2 separate regions of the Oryctolagus cuniculus genome follow, and region 2 is linked to region 1. A link is a contact called in public Micro-C data. All regions are on one chromosome and are shown on one strand. The core of a region is the stretch at or near the end of the contact, and the rest is flanking DNA. Distances in the headings are between cores, read along the strand shown. Region 1 holds the start of UBE2J1 (ubiquitin conjugating enzyme E2 J1). Region 2 holds the start of PNRC1 (proline rich nuclear receptor coactivator 1).

Region 1 (3,554 bases), core at 713-3,212:
CTGAGCCAGCCTCATAGGGAGAAGAGTCTGCTCAAGGAGCAGGCAAGATGGTGGTGGCTTCTCAAATGACAGAAAAGGAAGATTCCAGACCTCCGCTGAAAGGAAAAGGAGAGTCCAGAGGACAACTGTAGCCAGAAGCTGATGGTGGATCTAGATGCTAGAAGGTGTTCAGTACTGCTTTGTGCAGCTATTTGGGATCACATATACATAACAGTATAATAATACTTGATACACATCAGATGTAGTAATACCTGCTTTGGGGGCCAACATTGTGGCATAACAGGTAAAGCCACCGCCTACAACGCTGGCATCCCATATGGGCAACAGTCCATGCCCCGGCTACTCCGCTTCCAATCCAGCTTCCTGCCCAAATGTCTGGGTCCCTGCTGCCCACCATGGGAGTCCCGCATGAAGCTCCTGGCTATTGCGGTCATTTAGGGTGTAAACCAGTGGATGGAAGGTCCCTCTCTCTCACCCTCTCTGTGACTCTTTCAAATAAATAAATACCCTGCTTTGTCACCCTGGCTATTGCCCAACCCAGGGGCTTCTGTAGAGCTATGGCAGGAGACAGTGTGAAGTGTTGCACTATTTGAAGGTCCAACACAAAGAGAGAGTGGATGAGGGAAACAGCACATTGGAGTTTGGTTTGTCTTTGCGAATGTTGGCCAATCAGGTTATCAGTTTACTACTCAGAAACCACTATGGAATGGTTTAAAAGAGCTCATCTAATTTTAGATATTCTTCACTTTTTTTTTCCTTCCAAGTTCGCTCTTTGCAAAGATTGCTAGTATGATTCAGATGCCAAGAAAGGCACTTAAGAGATTGAGACTGTTATCTAAATTCACTACATATATACAGATTGTGGTAAACTCTAACAGAAAGCAAATCAAACCAAGGAGTTTTCTATCTAATATAACAAAAGCCTTGCCAGAGCTGTGGAAGCTTTATCCCACCTGGAATTCGCCCCTCTCCCGGCACTGCTCCTTCCCGGTCCTAAGGTCTTTGTGCTCCGTTAGCCTTCCAGAAGCCCCAGTCCTCTCTCCCCAACCTCTCATTTGACAGGGAAGCATGAAGTGTGTCTTTGAGGCTTCATCTTTCAGATGTGTGAGAGCTCTCGCAAATTCAGTGGAACCCCCTACTTTATATTTTCAGACCGGTTTAATTTTTTTTAATCTTTAAATTTAAAGCCTAAAATGGTATCTCATATTTAATCACGTTATGGGGGGGGGGGGGATGCTATAAAAACCCTACTCAGGGGCCGCCGCCTGCAGTGCTGGCATCCCATATGGGCACTGGTTCGAGTCCCAGCTGCTCCACTTCCAATCCTGCTCACTGCCTGGGAAAGCAGTGGAAGATGGCCCAAGTTTCTGGGGCCCCTGCACACATTTGGGAGACCTGGATGAAGCTCCTGGCTTTGCCTGGCCCAACCCGTTGTGGCCATTTAGGGGAGTGAACCAGCAGATGGAAGATAAATAAATAAATCTTATATTTATATTTATAAATATTTATAAATAAATAAATAAGTCTTGTAAAAAATCCTATGGATTGAATTTTAAACAAACCAACCCTTCTTAGTTTCCTTCTCCTCGCCCCTCCCCGCCCTCAGTGACTGGATCTGAACACAGCACCTCACAAACCCCCGCAACCCAGCGCGCGGGCAGCTTTGCGTCGCGGGCTCTGCGCCCGCTGCGAGAGCTCCAGAGAGCCGAGAGGTGCGGGCCCGCCGGCAGCTGTCGGGGTCGGGCAGCTTCCTGTGAAATCCCGCAGAAGGGCGGCCTTGGTGGGGGCTGAGGCCAGCGGACGAGGAGGAAGCCGCTGCCCGCTCTTGCAGGTTCCCGAGCGGGCTTTTCGGGGCAGGCGGCGGCCACGGAGTGACCGACCGCCACGAAGCGACTGCCACGTCAGGGCAACTTCACAAAACCCTGACGAGGGCGGGTGACGCAAGCCGGGCGGCCGCGGCGGGGTTGGGCCCGCGGCCACACGTGGAGGCTGACCTCCAGCCCGGGCCCCAGGTTCAGCGAAGCCCCGGCCGGCGCCGGCGCCTGCCCAGCCCTCAGGGAGGCGGGGGAGCAGCGGAGGAGGCGGCGCCATCGCGAAGCCCGCGCCTCGCCCGCGCCCTCACCACCCCGCCCGCAGTCCGGGCTGGGCTGGGCGGCGTCTGCGGAGGCTCCCTCGGCCGGGCCCAGTGTGCCCGAGCCGCGCTGAGACCCGGGCGGCGACCGCGGCGGCGCCGAGAGGAGGTGGCAGCGAGCCGGGAGGCCGGGCCCGCGCCCCGCCATGGAGACCCGCTACAACCTGAAGAGTCCGGGTGAGAAGGGCCAGAGGGCGGAATGACCCGGGTTTCTGGGGCCCGGCGCCGCGGTCCCCTAGCGTTGGCCGCCACTCGCGGCTCGGCTCCCGGTTTCGCGCTCTACGCGAGACCGCCGCTTGCCAGGGAGGTGCAGGCCGCAGGGCGGGGCGGCCGGGCAGACACCCGCTGCAGTCCCCGGGACCTGCCGGCGCCCGGCAGCACCAGCTTCTCCCTTTCCTCATCTTCGTTCTGGAGAGCTGGCTCATCATCCCAACCGCAGGAGCAGGTGGAAAGGTGATGTGCCGGTGGGTGGTGGCCCCTTGCGGTACCTGCAACCTGAGCACTATCCCTGCCCCTCCCTGTCGCTGCCGCCGGACTTTTATTAGCACTTTGGCTCTCACATTTTGAGGCTTTGGTGGTTTAAATATCCTGTTTGCAGCATTTGGTGTGAATAGAAGTTCAAGCAAAAGGAGACGTTTAGTAACTAAACCAGTTAACCAGGGAGCTAAAATAACCTAGTTGAGCCGTGCACTTGAGAGCTAACCATGATTTGTGCCAAAGTGGTTAAGATGATACATCTCTGTGTTCAGCCACAGAGATTTTTCTTTCCTGCATACACAGAAGCCGGCCCGACACTCCCAGCCTCCAGTTGTCTTCTGGTGGTGCCTCAGCAAGAGACAAGAAACTCCACTGTTTAGCTCTGAGTGGTAAATCCCAGGATCTTAGTGATGACTTGGCCAACTCTTGCTGCTGCTTAGTTTTTCCTTCCCCAAAAGCTGCTTCTCAGTAGGAATCAGCCAGGCTAGCGTCTTTATGCAAAGAATTGTCTACTGAGAATCTTTGATTTTAAAAAACATTTCAGCATATGCAAAAACTCTAGAAACTGATTGAATAGAGTTAGTCTGAATGCTGCCAGGCTACGAAATGTCCCTAGTCCCTAGGTGACCAAGTATGTAGAATTGGTTGTGGTATTGGGGGGGTATAGACTCCCTAAAAAAAATGTGGTGAAAGCCATGGGCTTTCCAAGAATTACATTTCCAGTGGGTTCACAACCCTCCCCCAGCTCATCTGCTAAAACCTTTTAGGGGAGTGTACGGGAGATCAGAGGGAAAGAAAAGCTTAATTTTTAAGGTTAGATGGTAGAGTGAATTATTTGGATTGTGGTAGGTTTAAATGAAACTATTTGGATGGAAACATATGGTGACTCCTTGGTCACATGGTGCCTTAAGTCTGCAGAAGTACTTAGTGGAATGTCCAGGGAGTG
Region 2 (3,554 bases), core at 658-3,157, 240 kb after region 1:
CAGCCTACTATTACGTAGCTGGAGTTCAAGGTATCTGCGGCCCAACAGAACGCTCTGGCCTTCTGGTAGTAATACCCGTTCTAGAAAAGAATCCCACTGGCCAGGAAGAGGCAGAAGAGCTCGCTTTTAGAATATCACTATTACTGCTAAGTGAGACTCGGAAGGAACCCAAGACAATCCACAGAAAAGTGACCGCCATGCTTAGTAATTTTCCCCCAGGACACAGCTAACAAACCTCCCATCTCTAACTCCAATAAACTCCCGAACGACAGCAACTTAACTTTCACTACGAAACTGAAGTCACGGGAGTCCATACAACACTTCCTTTCGCTAAGATCACTCTCCAATCACTCGGGACTGAATCCCGCTTGGGGGCTCGAATGCATTTTATCCAAACCCAGTCGGTCGGTACAACGCGCACTCAGCCAGTAACTTCCTTGGAAAATCTATCGTGGACCAGTAACGACCTTGCCCGCAGGAGGTGCGGCAGGTGAGATCAGCTCAACGGATACACTGACATGCAAACCGTAGCGCTTTCCAGGCCGAGAACGCCAACGCCAGCGCCGCTGCCGCCCGCTCGGAAACTTGAAAGCGCACTAAGTAGGTCAGGCCCAGCCCTACACGGGATTGGGCGCCCCACGAAGGCCGCGTTCACTTCCCGGCAAAAACCCAGCCCACCGCGGGGCGCCACGCACGGTCTCCGCGCCGCACTCCCGGCCCCGGAGCCGCCAGCCGTCGGGAGGCCGGGCGCCGGCCCCCGGACCCCGTCCGGCCGCCCCCGGCCCGCCGCCCACCTCCTTCATGAGCGCCGGAGCGCGCCGCACGTAGCGCGCGCTGACGTCAGCCCCCCCCCGCGGCCCCCCGCCCCTCCCCGCACTCCCCGAACGCCGAAACCCCCTGGAACGCCGCCAGCCTTCTAAATCGGGGCTGTTGCTGGGGCGCAGCCGCTCCCCTCATTGGCTGGCTCCCGGCAGCCAATCGGCAGCGCCAGCGCATGCCTCCCCTGCCCCCTCCCCCCAGCCGGGACCGAGCGGGCGTCACGGAAACTTCCCTCGCGAGTAAACAGCCGCCCCCCACCCCGCCCCCACCCTCCCGCCCCTCCGCCGCCCCGGCCCCAGACCCAGAGCCCGGCCGTGGCCCGTCTGGAGGCCGCCACTCCCCAACGGTCCCCGCGAGCCCATCGCGGCCTTACCTCTTTCCTGAGCGCGGCTTGGCCGGGCGCCGCGGGCCGCAGCGGCCCCGGGACCGGGCTCGCCTCTTCAGTCCGGCTGGCGGTCGCAGGAGCCGGGCCCGAGACGGCGGCCTGGCCCGGGACCTCCGGCGCCCCGCTCTGGCCTGCCACCGGGCTCCGGCCGCCCTCCAGACTCGGCCGGTGCTGCTGGTACTGGTGGAAGCGGCTGGGCAGCTGGCCCGCCAGACTGGCCCGCACCTTCTTCTTCCGCCGCTTCTTCGGCGCCGCCCGAGGCGTGCCTCCCGCCGTCGCGAGGCTGCAGTTGGGCAGAGATGCCGGAGCGCGAGGCTGGGGGCTCACACAGGGGCCGTCTCCCCCTAGAAAGTGAGGGAGGAACAGGGTCGGGGGCAGCGCCCGGGGGTCCGGGATCCGGGGTAAAGGCGGCGGAGCCGTGGTCACCATCGAGAAGGCCCCAAAGTAACCGCGGGTGGAAAAGCCAAGCGGCGCAAGGCGGCCGCCCAGGACGAGCGGCTCCCGCTGCGGGACAGAGACAACGGTCATAGCGCTAGGAAGCGAGTGGCTCAGCAAGAGGAAGAGGAGGAGGAGGAAGTGAAGCCAGTGATCGCAGGGCGGCGGCGGCTGCTGCTAAGAGAGCCAGAAAGAAGCGCGGACCATGACTCGGGCGGTGGCGGCGCAGCAACAAATAGCCCCGGCTCCGGCACCGAGTGTTGTTATCGGAAGCTCCGCCCTGTGCCCGCCCATCTCCCTGCGGCCAGGCAATCAGAGTGCGAGATGCCAAGTCACGCCCCTGTGGCTCCGCCCCCGCCGCTTTGGAGAGACACACACAAACAACTCGCTGCAGCCTGGCACAAAGAGCGCGCACTGCGCAGGCGCTGCCCCTGGGCTCTTTTGGGAAGAGTCGGTCCCGGGAACAATGAAGTTGGGTTTCAGCCCTACCTCCCCCCACCCCTCTCCCAAGTCAACCCCCGCTTCTCGCTCACCTGGGCCCCGGAGGGGGCTGAGCGGTCCGGGCTGGATCTTGGGGTGGCAGGGAGCAGAGGAGGAGATGGAGAATCAGGAAGCGTCAAGGCCGCTAACTGGTGCCTGCTCAGCTGCTGACCTTGAGGCTGTATCGTGTTTTATTTCCAGCCACACAGCATTATCATTATCTGAAAGATTTGAAAGTACTTTACAAGGATTTCTTCCTTAGCAGTGGTCAACATCAGTCTACCTTTAAACTACACATTTGGTGGATGTGGGTCACTTTTTTTTTTTTCCTTTTACTCAGTTCCGCCTTGGTGATAAGAGGAAGACTTCAGGCAGTAACTCAGGGATTGAATTAGCTACTTAATATACGAAAAGTTCGCCATAGAGCCATAAGTGGCTGTTGGAATTTTTGCTGCCTTCGTGTTTAAACGGAAGGACTTTGAGACTGGAATCGGCAACGCTGCCTGATGCTCCGCACAGATTGGCTCGGGGCTCCAAGGCAGAAAGTGCAGAAGCTTGCAACAGTGGATTTCCTACGGCCCTGCGCTAACCGAGTGTCTCTGCTCTCTTTGGTTGCCCACAAGAATAAGTTATCTCTTTTGACTTTCACTACCCTAACGAATAGGTATTGTATTTTATCCCCATTTTACTGGCGAGGAAACAGCTCAGAGAGGCTAAGGAACTTGTCAAAGGGGAGCGGTTGTGGCATAGCATGTTTACAGGGTTGCCTGATACACCAGCATTCCACATAAGCAACTGTAGGGGTCTGCACAGCTCTGCTTCTGATCCAGCTCCCTGCTAATGTACCTGGGAAAGCAGTGGAGGATGGATGGCCCAAGCACTTGGACCCCTGCACCCATGTGGGGGACCATGCTAGAGTTCCAGGCTCCTGGCAAACTGATGGAGCCATCTGGGAAGTGAACCAGGGATGGAAGATCTCTGTCTTTCTCTCTCTCTGCAACTGGGCATTTTGAATAAATCTTTAAGGGGGGGGGGAGACTTGTCAAAGAACAAGCAATAAGTTGTGGAATAGGAATTCAGCCCACAGTATGGCAAGACCAAAGTTTTAACATCATTCCTACATAGTACCTACCACACTAAATTGTAGGTTTGGAAAGTCACAATTATCTTACACTTCTCTGGAACCTCACAACATCTAACTGATATTTTTCAGCTTTGTAGTGGTAAGCAATTAGTACCTAAAACAAGACGTGTTTTATGATTGCTAGCAAAGTTGGACAGATGGAATTTCCAGAATAATGCTTCCCAATAATTTCATATAAAGTCTGATCTATAGTTTGATAAATGACTGCTGGGTTTTGTCATTTTTGCTAGTTTTTAGTCATTTTCTGTGTCTGTGATGCTTAGTACATAGTGAGAAGAAGAATCATACACT

The links. A called contact is a pair of places that touch in the nucleus more often than the background predicts.
Region 2: a Micro-C map of ear pinna shows a contact between it and region 1, with 6 times the contacts expected there. The contact joins the promoter of PNRC1 here to the promoter of UBE2J1 in region 1. A contact is called at or near these places in 3 of 6 Hi-C or Micro-C datasets (ear pinna, psoas muscle and skin fibroblasts).

Annotation. Positions count from the first base shown.
Region 1 is chr5:83,169,575-83,173,128 of mOryCun1.1, forward strand. UBE2J1 (ubiquitin conjugating enzyme E2 J1) reads left to right here and starts at 1,963. Exons shown (of 8, transcript XM_002714578.5): 1 at 1,963-2,308. The coding sequence starts at 2,278.
Region 2 is chr5:83,408,664-83,412,217 of mOryCun1.1, forward strand. PNRC1 (proline rich nuclear receptor coactivator 1) reads right to left here and starts at 1,908. Exons shown (of 2, transcript XM_002714575.5): 1 at 1,193-1,908. The coding sequence starts at 1,732.